Linked DNA regions of Danio rerio: region 2 is linked to region 1. The links are chromatin contacts, called in public Micro-C maps. All regions are on one chromosome and are shown on one strand. The core of a region is the stretch at or near the end of the contact, and the rest is flanking DNA. Distances in the headings are between cores, read along the strand shown. Region 1 holds the start of actn1 (actinin, alpha 1). Region 2 holds the start of srsf5a (serine and arginine rich splicing factor 5a).

Region 1 (6,638 bases), core at 1,306-3,805:
GCATTAAAATAGACCACAAAAACTTATCACATATACTGAAATAAAAGCATTCATGTACACAAAATGTAAGTATATATCCACATGATCACACACACAATAGTCCTTACATATGCAGGCACACACCCTACATTACATACATAAACCTACAACAAAATAGATAAAATGCGTACACCTAACAAACTTGTTTAATCATATGCAATTTTAAAAAGATGTGTCTTAACACGCTTTTTAAAAACATGAATACTTGGGGATTCTTTCACTTCAAGGGGGAGACAGTTCCAAATTTTTGGAGCATAATGGCTAAAAGAAGTGCGGCCAGATCGCATCAGGTTTACAGGATAAAATTCTAAAAGTCCAGCACTAGAAGAGCGTAGTAAACGGTTTGGATTATATTTTGTTAAACAGTCAGAAATGTAGGAAGGTGTCATATTTTGTAGTGCTTTAAAAACTAATAAAAGAATCCTAAAATCTATCCTTTGGTGCACAGGAAACCAGTGTAATTCTATTAATACTAGTGTAATGTGCTCTCGTTTCTTTTATTTCATTAAAACTCTGGCTGCTGCATTTTGTATCAATTGCAACTTCATTGTAGAACCCTTAGGTAGACCAGTATAGATAGCATTGCAATAATCAAGCCGAGAGAAAATAAAAGCATGAATTAATTTCTTGGCATCATCGAAAGATAGGAAAGAACGAATTTTGGCAACATTTTCTTAAATGATAAAAACATGTTTTTGTAACTTGATTAATATGAGATTTAAAATTAAGATCACAATCGAAAATAACACCCAGGTATATATATAAATATAACATATATTATACCTAAAATAGGGTTTCATGGTGGCACAGTGGGTAGCATGATCTCCTCACAGCAAGAAAGTTGCTGGTTAGAGCCTCGACTGGGTGAGTTGGCATTTCTGTGTGGAGTTTGCATGTTTCCTCCGGGTGCTCCGGTTTCCCCCACAAGTCCAAAGAAGTGCTGTCGGTGGATTGAGTAGGCTAAATTGTCCGTTGTGTGTGTGTGTGGATGTTTCCCAGTGATGGGTTGCAGCTGGAGGGGCATCCGCTGCGTAAAACTTATGCTGTATACGTTGGCAGTCCATTCTGCTGTGGCGACCCCTGATTAATAAAGGGACTAAGCCGAAAAGAAAATGAATAAATGAATTATACCTTAAACAAATAATTGAAGCTGGCAATTCCAATCCAGATTAAGTAAACATTTTTCTATTGAGTGTTCCTTAGGCATTCGTCTAATTTATATTTATTTTACAACATGAATAATTATTCTAGAAAGTGACCTTGTAGATGTGCAAAAAGAGACAATAAGATATCCATGGCAATGCATCACATGAACCGTTGACCCTTGTTCAGCCAATGCAGAGCATCAGATACTCACAAGGCAAACATATGTTTGCGTCAGAGCACGCTATGGTGTGTCAGACATGCCATGAATAAACAGAACTAATCATTTCAACCCTGTTCCAGAAATAACCACAAGGAATTAGAGGAGGAAATCTCAACATCTTCAACTTCACAGCTTTCTTGCTGCAGTTAGATGTGATGAATATGAGGGATATCCTCTGCCTGTCTCGGCAGACTTCTTTATGAAGGCCTGACCACATATGGCCTTGATCTGGCACAGCAGGAGCTTCCACTTTCATCTATTCTAATAATTTATAATGGTGTGAAAGTTTCATAGGCTCATTACCCTGTTGGCAAATTCCAGCCCAAGAGAGTAGCGGGCTTTTGGAACACGCTTTTTAGCTGGTGTAAGCTATGCCTGACAAAGGGATAGTCCACCCAAAAATATCAATGCTCTGCTGATTTTCTCTGCCTCATGCAATGCAAGATGTAGGTGACTTTTTTTCTGTAGTAGAGCACAGCTCAATGTGAGTTAAATTTGTTCATATGTGGGTTTTCCTACTGAAGGGAAAAAGTCACATCTGGCCTGAGGATAAGTAAATTATTTTAAATGAATAATAATTTATTTTGTGGGGCTGAACTATCCATTTAACAACTATATTCCAAAAACAAGCTTGAACGTCATAAACTGGATGAGGTCTGTTGTGAATCAAAGGTGATTAGTTAATGACCAGTTTGACCAGAAACCAAACTACCTACCACTAACGATTTGGTGGTAGTCTATTAATGTGAGATTTCCTGGATCTTCGATGTAGTTTTGTATCTCCCACCAACACCCTCCAACCAAAAACCGGAACATAGCGCTGTTACCTGAGACACGGTGAGATGAATCAAAAGGGTGTGGCCTCTTTCAGGGCAATAAATCATTAAAGACCTTTAATAGCAAGAATAAAAAAAAAACATTATATTAATATTTTAGAATATGAATGCAAACACACTTGCATAATGTACTTAAGTTTTATGCAACAAATATAGCTCCCCTTTAAACTGAGACCATGCAGATACCCCTTACACCAAATCTATAACAGACAGCGATAATAGCCAATCACAGTGTCTAGTAGGCGGGCTTTAAAGCTGTGCGTACTAGCCAATCAGACGCCCTGCGGCGTCCTCCTTTTTTTTCACCGTTACTGTGAAGTTTTTGCTGCCGATGCTCGTGCTGGAGGTTCTGCCTACTCGCCACTCTGGATAGCGGCGGTGAAAAAACGGACAGAGCTAGAAAGACGAGGAGATACAGACTTTGGTGTGAGTGAACGGGGCAGGGAAACGAGGCAGTGACGTTAGTTTCGTGCTCATCGTTTTAAGTGCGCACGGGAGTGTTTACTGCAGCGCTCTGTGGGAGAGAGAGAGAGAGAGACCGGAGGACCGGAGAGAGACGGGGACAGCAGTTCAGAATGGATCACCACCACCATCCACAACATCACCATCACCATCAATATGATGGAGGAGAGAACGACTATATGCAGCAGGAAGATGACTGGGACCGGGATATGCTGCTCGACCCCGCCTGGGAGAAACAGCAGAGAAAGGTATGCGCTATAATCTCTCAACACCACCGGCTAAAGGTGCAAACAGTCCTAATGCAAACCAGCAGTAAAAATGCATTGTCAAAACGATGTAAGGGCCCCGTGGCGTGCGGTTTCTTGAGTTGTGTGACTGCTGGTGAAATAGACTTTGCAGTGCGACGCATGGATTAATCACTATTTTTGTCTATCGTATTTGTTTATCTTATAGATTGTAGGGCATCTATACATATTCTCAAACTATCAGCTTTCATTATAAGAAACTTGAGGAACATCTGTTGCGGGATTGCGCATGTTCCTATTCTCTCTTCTGTCTCTCCATTCATTTGAGCATTATCACGGCCCGCCCCCAAGTCAACCGATCCGGACCCTGATCACCGGACACCGAGCGCCCACCGCTTCTGCTCACCGCGCGCAACAGATGTCAGCGACAGCAGCCTCTGCTCCATGAATGCGGCTCATATGATCCGCTGCGGGCGCGCGCCGAGAGCACGAGCTCACTTTATTTACGCTCTTACGGTTTAACCCATGGATGAGCCTCATTGTGGTTCCGATTCCCCTTAACGACTTCAGTCATACGAGGAAATGTCTTTTGAAACAAGAACTGCAATTTCATTGCACTCACTGTCCCCAGCTGTCTGTTGCCAAATAATGAGCTAATTCTGATTACAACAGAATAGATGCAGCAAGGGCTTATGATAATGATTTTGGTTTTGCAATTAGGTATATTTGTTTGTTTCTTGTAAATACAGATCAGAAGTTGTGAATTTTAACTACACGTCGTTGTCAAGTGAACAGCGAGTCAGTTAAAAGTTGATCAAATATTAGTTCCTTTATCGATGAAAGTAATAATTTGGGGTTCACTAGCGAGTCAAAATAATGTTGGAACGAGTCATAATTCTTTTTGATTCACTAACATGATTTGTTCAAATGAGTCGTTTGTTTGAGAATCAGAATTTGCTATGTGGTTTGGAATCACCAATGGCTTGGTTCGTTTGGCAGTTGGATTGATTCCTAGACTCGGTAGCGGTGTTACGGTGTACAGTATTTACCAGAAAACAGTCAGAGTGTTTAGGTACATCATTCAGTGTTTATCGGTAGAATAAGTCGCGGTTGACAGAAGCGAGAGTCAGTAGATGAGAATCGTTTGTTTCCGGTTTGTGTAACGGTCCAGGTCTAGAACCGGTTCTCGGATGCCAGCTCAGTTAAATGCATTCCGGTAGACAATTAGTTGGGGGAGGGGGATGTTTTAACAAATCTCTCGGATGTGATTTTTTTTTTTTGCACAGAAGTTTAAAAACTATTTGAAATATGAGTGCAACATTTGTCGCTCCCACACTCTTTTCCTCCCCTTTGGAAACGGGGAGGAAAAAGAAAACGAGTGCTGGAATCCGCTGCGGTTTGGGCTGGGCTTGTCAGGGAGCAAGTCTGCCCAAAAATGGTAATAACAGACCCCGTACACGGCTGCTGGAAAACTTTCCCGCGTTTCTTTTTTTTTCCTTCTTCGAATGCTTGTAGACTCCTGAATGATGTCATCAGCTACCGGCGGGAAAGACTCATGCTCAGGTATGCGGCCAAAGTCGTTCAGTTCAGCTTCAATGACCATAAAACCATGACAAAACCATGTGTCAGGAGTTTTACACCAGAGCAGACATGTTCAGACCTGTATTAGAAAGTTAAACCCCATCAGTGCAGGATCATCATAGTTTGAATTTTTGCCACATTAACCATTATGCATGCTGTAGTGTTTATGCATGGAGGGTCAAATGGAAATGAGAGATATGCACATCCAGGAGAAGCCCTGAGGTGTTTTTCCCACAGGGATATAGGTACAGCATTGTTTTAGAGCATCATTTCCGACACTGTTCATTAACAACAAACACACACTCGCCTGCTACACACTGCCCATTAAACACCCTCTGTGAACTTAATGGTGTGTGTGTGTGTGTGTGTGTGTGTGTGTGTGTGTGTGTGTGTGTGTGTGTGTGTGTATGTGTGTGTGTGTGCGCTTCAGACAGATTGGTTATTGTTTGCATTCTGACAGGACTGAAAGGTCAGTAGAGAGGTACAATGAAGTCTGGAAAACACACACTGCAGGTATAGAGAAGGCCCTGACCCCATCTCATAAAAGACATATGGACGAACTCAAATCTGGAGTGAATTTAAGTTAAGAAAGTGAACGCATGTGAGGAGCCATCTGATCGGTCACAGTTAACTGTATGTTTATGCATGAAAGTATGTCAGCAAGTTCAGAGTGGGCCAATAGAATCAGCAAATCACATTTCCTGCCTAATAACATCGGTGTAGGTCTGTGAGAAATTTAGGGGAAACAAGCCCCTCGGGCTGGACAGGTGTGAGGTGATTCAGCCTAAAACAGCAGCGAGGCCTTGTGAACTCTCACTTCTTTTCTCCTTCTGTGAGGTCAGATTTTCATTTGTACGCATGTCCTTTTCTGACACTTTCTCAGCCAATCAGTTAAGGCTTATAGGGTCTCCTCAGTTCATTCTGTAATGCCATAAGGCTTTCAGTGAGAACATTCAAAGTGTCAGTGAATGTTCTGGATAAATTTACACTGACGTTCAATGGTTTGGTGTCATTTTCACTCTTTTTGTGTGTTCAATAAATTACATTTACAAATGACATTACATTTTACATTTATTTATACAACATTAATGTATTTGACAATAAACAGCAGAAGTAATCCGTATCGTTTTGCTTCAGTATGTCCCTCCATGACTTTAGTTTTGGGCCAAAAACAATACAATGTAAAGTAAAAGCATTTATCAGCTGATATCAATATGGCAGCCAATATATGGTACATCTCTAAATGACACAAGCCAGATTATTGAAACAAATAAAACTCGTTGGCTGGTGGAAATATAATATTTCATTCAAATTTGTGGCCATGATAATTGCCAAAAGACTTACTTAGGGTCAAGATGCATATAATCAGGTGTTAACATATTTACACTCACCGGCCACTTTATTAGGTACACCTGTCTAACTGCTCGTTAATGCAAATTTCTAATCAGCCAATCACACGGCAGCAACTCAGTGCATTTAGGCATGCAGACATGGTCAAGACGATCTGTTGCAGTTTAAACTGAGCATCAGAATGTAGTTGAAAGGGGATTTAAGTGACTGGCTGGTCTGAGTATATCAGAAACTGCTGATCTACTGGGATTTTCACGCACAACTATCTGTAGAATTTAAAGAGAATGGTCTGAAAAAGAGACAATTTCCAGAGAGCAGCAGTCCTGTGGGGCAAAAATATCTTGTTGATGTCAGAGGAGAATGGCCAGACTGGTTCCAGCTGATCGAAAGATTACAACTGATGTATGCAGAAGAGCATCTCTGAACGCACAATATATTCAACCTTGAGGTGGATGGACTACAGCAGCAGAAAACCACACATAGTACCACTCCTGTCAGTTAAGAACAGGAAACTGAGGCTACAATTGGCACAAGTTCACCAAAATTGGACAATAGAAGACTGGAAAAACATTACCTGGTCTGATGAGTTTCTAATGTGACATTTACATGGTGGGGTCAGAATTTGATGTCAACAACATGAAAGCATGGATCCATCCTGCCTTGTATTAATGGTTCACTTTGGGCCCATTAGTACCAATTAAGCATTGTGTCAACACCAAAACCTACCTGAGTATTGTTGCTGAACATGTCCATCCCTTT
Region 2 (6,638 bases), core at 2,098-4,597, 140 kb before region 1:
GTTATAATTTTAAAAGTTACACTGCATTAGTAAATATGATTTAAAGTAATGTTTTTATTTATTTTTTAAACATTATGAGATAAATTAGGAAATTACCTATGGCAACTTTAGTATATTATAGTTTGGTATATTTGCTTTCGGCCCATGGCTCATAATATTTGCTTTTTGGCCATTAATAAGAAAAAGTTTGGGCACCCCTGCTCTAAGCACTGCTTATTGGCCTGACCTTAACCGTATCACCAAACCCAGCCCTCAAAGGAAAACTGTGGCAATGTTTGCATGTGATAAAACCCCATTAATAATGTTTTTTAACAGTTGTAAATTATGAAGACACATGGCATGTCCTCATAAACCACCTCAACATTGTAATACCAATGTCATTATACAAGTTTATTTCCATGTAAACCATACAAACAAACACACTCACACACACAAGAATCACCTCACAGGTCATGTTTCTTCCCCAGAGAGGCTATAGCTCTGGGCACAACAGACTTTGCAGAGGAAGACATTGATAAAATAATGGAGGAGCTTGGAAAGGAGTTCAAGGGGAACGCCTACCACCTGATGCACAAAAACTGCAACCATTTTTCTTCCTCGCTCTCTGAGGTCAGTTTACTCCCCTTCTCTGTTTTCTGTCAGTCTTTTATGGATTATCAAACTGGGTCATTTACAAGCTCGCAGATTGATGACATTTGACATTCTCACATAATAACATTCTCTCTCTCTCTATCTGTAGTTGCTGTGTGGAAGAGAAATACCGCGCTGGGTGAATCGATTGGCATATTTCAGCTCCTGTATTCCATTTCTGCAGAGTTGTTTGCCTAAAGAGTGGCTCACGCCTGCTGCCCTCCAGAGCCACATCAGCATGGGCCTGCGGAAGGAGAACACACACTCACACACACATGAATCCAGTGACGAGGAGCCATCGTCTGCTGCCGAAGCGGCGTCTGGAACATCACACAGCTGCAGACACACCCGTGTGTGATCTTATATATATATACACACAGTGTTAAACTAATCTGAGCATACACACACACTCTCCAACCTCTGATCCTGCTGCTACAGCGCCTCCTGCTGGACTGGATGAACACCAGACCTCATGGCCTCGCTGATAGAGGAAATCAAAGTCATGTTTTTCAGTAGAGCCTACAGGGATTTGAAACCCTTGCAGTGGTACTCTTAACGTTTTAGAATTTTGATTTTTACTAAAATTTAAGGGAAATTAAACCGTGTTTGCTAGTTAGTGTTATAATAAGTGCACAGGACATTATGAATGATGTACTGCCCTCTGCTGGGTTTGTTACAGCACTATCGGGCCCTTCCTTAAAAACATTCATTTCTGTCTCCAGATTTAGCCGAGTTTGCTGTGTATTTATTTCTATTTTGTGATGGATGAGGATTGCTGAGGAACTTGCATTCTTTACCTTCATTTTTTTCCTCCTCCATGATTTTACTAATATAAATCTGCTTTAATTTAATTACACGATGTCAATCTTATGTCATCTTGGTTTACATTCATTTTATGAATTCTCTTTTGCTATTTTTTATATTTTGGTGCAAGGTTTTTGATGAATTTACTTTGAAAAGGGCCGACGAAACCACTGACCGCAGCTGGAAATTGCAGCCTTTTAACTGTAAGCCATTGATATGCTGGACTCAGCTGAAACAAAAGAGTGCTGTTGCCCTGTCGTTGAGGACACAAAGGGGGCATTTGTGCGGCTGATGTTGAGGGGGTAGGGTGGGTAAGTGTGGGTGTGGTCTGCACATCAGTTCTGGTATCAGTACTGTCTTACTGTGTTGTGATTGAATGCAACAGCTGAGTGGTTAAGAAGAGAGGGAATGTGTGTTGCAGAGGTGTTAATGGTCACTCTTGGCTTTCAGTATTGTGCTATCTGCCTTTTAAACGTACAGGCTGAATAAATAGTCCAGTAATCACACATTGCTACATTTGCACAGACATACTCCCCGGTTCTATGTCTGGAAGAGTCAGCATCAATTGCCAAAAACCAAAGCCAGTCTGAAGAGTAAAAAAAAAGCTTCAGATTATGATTACATCCAAGTTGGGGGATATCGAACAAGCCCTGGTTTAATGACACACGTTTCTGTGTGTGTGTTCAGTCTGGTGGTACATGTACTCCTTAATGTATGATGCCCAGATTTTCTCTGTAACAAAGCAAGTGTATGATGCCTAGTGTTTTAAAATCTGTTCAGATTTTAAAAGTAGTGAATTGTTTTCAACTGAAGGCCACAACTAAAGGCCTTTTTAGGCTTTAGACCTTAGTTAAGGTGTGCACAATATCAAATTTTTGTTGTCAAACAGTTGTACAGTTTGTTCAATGGGTCGGTAATTTGGCAATTTTAAAACTTACCACAAACAGTGGTAGAAAATTTTGTCAGCTAAAAAAGGTCAACGGCAATCTTCATTATAAATTATAAATATTAAAAATGTGGTATACCCTGACTATGGTATATATAAGAGTAAATGATTCGTCTTTCAGTATTATTTTGATGCTTCTGTGCCATTTTGCTTCTCTATTTGCAAATCTCTTCTAGAAGCCCATATTCCCCTCTGTCTCTCAGGATGGCATGGCATTGTAGGTGGCAACATGGGTGTCAAATCTGTGGGATGTATTTGGAGACGTATTTATATAATTGAATTTTATATTTGGAATATGATTATTTACTGTTGTTTTGTCAAAGATCTTATCAACCGTTAGAGCCTGATTCTTATAATGTTATTTTTGTTTTATTTAGTCCACAACTGTGATCTTTTACTAGTTCAGCAAGACTCGTTTTATAGGCTTTCCCCACTGATGCCATTTCTAGCCTCGATTAGTACTTCTTGTTTTGATGTGATGGATGATTTCAGATATTTACAGATGATTAGAGAATAAAGAAATTAAAAGTGTTTTTCTCCAGAACTTCATTGCTGTCACTGGGTGGAGATGCTCATTTCTGTATTATTTTTAAACATTGATTAAATTAATTCACACCTAATCCCAAGAGTCATTGTTCTCATGTGACTCTTCCTTTGCTTAGCTCATGTGATGTCTGTCTCCAGTTTCCTGATAACTTCCAGACTAGATCAATCCTCCATAAACTGACTTCAGATGCTAAAGTATAAAATATAGGCTAACGTTAACAACTGAATATAAACCAAGGGCTGTGTTGTGACGAACCACAACCAGTGTATGTATGTGAAATTGAAACCATAGATGGGTTCCTATTTCGATGGGTTTACGTGCGCATGCACGAGCCTCGCCTTTACCCTCCCCCCGCGCGTGAACACGCATATATATACTTCTGCGCGTGGCCGCGTTCTCCAGTATCGAGGCCAACGCCATTTTGTTCGGTATCCAGAGGTGAGAGGACGTAGCTGATTTCCTTAGTTATCATCTTTTATTTTAGTTATATTGTTAGATTTGTTATTCATGTTAGATTTATTGCTGCAAATGTTCTTCGTTTTAACGTTTTTGGTTTGTTTTTATGGTTTGACATCGAAGTAAATGTTTCTGCGCATGTGGGCTAGGCCTCGGCCGCGAGGCTGGTGCGTGTTTGTCACGTTAGATGCGGATTATTTTCTCAAAGTTATTAAACTTTTTTGTAGAATTTATTATTTGTAACTTAGTATCAATTTGTGTTTTCAGTAACCTACCGTTGCAGTGTGTGTAGTAATTGTTTAAATACAAATTATGAAGTTCTGCAGAGAAACGTGCCGTTTTGTAACGTAAGCGGGAAATCAAACGCTTCAGTAAAGCCGTTGTTGCTCACGCAATGTTTGTTGGAGGACCGGGTATAGCAGAAACCCTTTTTTGTCCTAGATTCACGTATAGTTTGTCGTGATGTTTATTAATGATTTACATGGACTGACTGGACTTTTACAAATGATTATCCAGCGGTTATTCTGTTAATGACCAACAGGGCGGCGCGTGAACTTTTTTTTTCTCCATACAGTTCATAGTTGTTGCCAAACTGTTGATTTAACTTGCCTTTCTCTAAACCCAGATATTTAAAAAAAACTTTCATCACCATGAGTGGATGTCGTGTGTTTATTGGCCGTCTGAGCCCTCATGCTCGTGAAAGAGATGTGGAGAAGTTCTTCAAAGGCTACGGACGTATCCGAGAGATTAACCTGAAAAACGGGTTTGGCTTTGTGGTGAGTATTAAGACACTTGAGGGTCTTTTTTGCTTGAGACGTGCAAGTGAAGTCAGTGTCTTACTGCCCCCTGCTGTCTGTTTTTGTTTACAGGAGTTTGACGACTACAGGGATGCAGATGATGCAGTGTATGAACTGAATGGCAAAGAGCTGTGCAGTGAGAGGTGAGACTGAATCCAGTGCTGCGTACACTGGTTTTAACGAGTCATGAAAATAATTTTCATTGAAATATCCCATGAGTTTTGTTGACTGTTAGCATAACAATAGATCAGTTTTGTTTCACTGTTGCTTAATGCTGCTGTCTTGACTCTAGGGTGACCATTGAGCATGCCCGCTCTCGCAGAGGAAGAGGTGGTGGCCCAGGAATGGGAGGTCGTTTCTCTCCACGCTTTGGAGGTTATCGTCAGTCCCGCAGTGGCGGTTCCAGGTTTGTTTGCGTTTTGAGTACTGGTATTTTTCCCGTATGATTCAGTCCTTCGAATTGACCCCTGCCCTTTTCACAGGTATGGACCACCAGTGCGCACAGAGCACAGAATCATAGTGGAGAATCTCTCCTCTCGCATCAGCTGGCAGGTGAGCTCCCCGCACTATCAGAGTGGCATAGTGGCCTACTGTTGTAAGCGTTTCATCAACTCTGCATTTCGTTTGCCATTGACATCAGTACAAGCACACAAAGCAATAGTTATTGTTACTGTTAAACTGGAATTTACTCTTCACCTCAGCCAAACCTTACATAAATGATGATTTGAATGCTGAAAGGTTCTCTAACCCAGACCCATGTTTTTCAAACCTTTTCTTTAACAGCTGTGCTCTGGTATTCTTTAATTGGAGTTGCATGCACAGCCTGCGAGGTGCATAGCGCCCTCCCCTGGTTGTGTTCTCAATAGTGTCCCTGTGGTGCCTCACCCGTCATGCAATGTCTGCCGGTCTAAGTCTTGGCTGGGTCCGTAGCTCCAAACAGAGCCGTAGCACAGGATAGCCTTAGAGGAGCTGGGTAGCCGCTCTCTGGAGGGTCTGTGATGTCAGATCTGCTCCATCCCCTCCGATCTGATGTTTGGGTCTTATTCTGTTGGTGCTGAAGCGGGGAGGGGTGCAGGGTTTTGGCCCCTCCCCCATCCTCTCTCTCTCTCTCTGGTGGGGTCCGTTCTTACGGAGGCCGGATGGGTCGATTCCGAGGTCGTTTTAACGCTTCATTGCTTCAGTTTGCTATTTGGACAAGTGGCTCTTTGCTAATGCCTTCTGTGGTTTGGAACGGTAAGTAGCTCATCACACTGGATAGTTACACGGTTAAGAGGGATCTGTCACTTTAAATCTGGCGTTAGCTGTAAATGGAGAGATTGCTGGGAGGTAGACTTGAGATTTGCACAAAATCTACTTAACCAAATTGAGAACCTGTTCTCAGGAACTAGCTTTAGTCAGGCGTGTCTCCATCAGAGGGCCATCTTAAAGAAACCTGGGTTGCTGAAAACTGTTCTGGTAATTTAATAACTGGGACAGATCCACCGGTAAGACGCCATCTGTTGAGGGAGCTTTCTACAGGTGCAGCAGTGCACATTTTAGAGCAGATGCTGCAGAATGCAGTGTGTATATAATGTGTGGGTGCTAAACTGCAGTCTGTGACTCGGTGCTGTTTTTCTGAAAACATGTCATTTAAGTACTCTGTGCTCTCCTACAGGACCTGAAGGACTTGATGAGGAAGGTTGGAGAAGTCACTTTTGTGGATGCACACAGGACCAAAAAGAATGAAGGGTAAGTTCATGTTCGTATAAACACAAGCCTGCTCTTACTAGCTGTGTTTCCATCCACATTTTTATACGCATAATGTCAAGAGCGTCTGTGCTCTGCATCTTACACTTTTAAATGCTTGCGTGTTCATTGTGTGTCAGCCTAGTCTTCTGAGTCACACATCATTTAATAAATGAAGAAAAGCTTCCCACAGCTTCTACTGCAGCAAATTCGGTTTTTATATTTAATTTTTGCTGCCAGTTAATCAGCAAGTGACTTTTCTCTTTCACTCGTTGGATGGAAACGCTGCTTTATTCGCACGTCTTTTGTGATATTCCTGTTTTGTCCATTAATTAGCATTTTTGGATGAAAACCTAGCTACTGTCACGTGTTTGTAGTTTAAGGGTATGTTGATGAACTTTTATTTTCACTTTCCAAAAATCTTCTTTTGGTTAACTGATTTCCTTATTTTCTAGGGTGGTGGAGTTTGCTTCACACAGTGATATGAAGAATGCCATCGAGAAGCTTGATGGAACTGACCTGAACGGGCGCAAACTCAAGTTGTATGAGGATCGCAAGAGGAAGTATGTATAAATGAGTACTTCAGAAACCGTTTTTACGTATTTTTACTCAATTTAGCTGCCAATTTTATAAGCTTAAACTTTTGGTTTATTATCTACAGCCTGACAATAGTCTGTTTGATTGTGAGTTCTCAAAGTACTAGTCAAATCCATTTTAATCTAAACTAATTTTC

The links. Hi-C and Micro-C count contacts between places; a contact is called where the count stands out from the background.
Region 2: a contact with region 1 is called in a Micro-C map of caudal fin, with 1.9 times the contacts expected there. The contact joins the promoter of srsf5a here to the promoter of actn1 in region 1. A contact is called at or near these places in 1 of 18 Hi-C or Micro-C datasets (caudal fin) and 1 of 4 datasets of contacts at active chromatin or transcription factors (embryo).

The regions. Positions count from the first base shown.
Region 1 is chr13:39,853,417-39,860,054 of GRCz12tu, reverse strand. It overlaps actn1 (actinin, alpha 1), which reads left to right and starts at 2,555. Exons shown (of 22, transcript NM_001168286.2): 1 at 2,555-2,951. The coding sequence starts at 2,817. LOC141377037 (a long non-coding RNA gene) reads right to left here. Exons shown (of 2, transcript XR_012388837.1): 2 at 2,561-4,836.
Region 2 is chr13:39,997,853-40,004,490 of GRCz12tu, reverse strand. srsf5a (serine and arginine rich splicing factor 5a) reads left to right here and starts at 3,347. Exons shown (of 8, transcript NM_200867.1): 1 at 3,347-3,365; 2 at 4,009-4,159; 3 at 4,253-4,323; 4 at 4,473-4,586; 5 at 4,663-4,732; 6 at 5,835-5,908; 7 at 6,361-6,468. The coding sequence starts at 4,034. It overlaps LOC794838 (deubiquitinase DESI2), which reads left to right. Exons shown (of 7, transcript XM_073920182.1): 6 at 468-609; 7 at 740-3,000. The coding sequence ends at 988.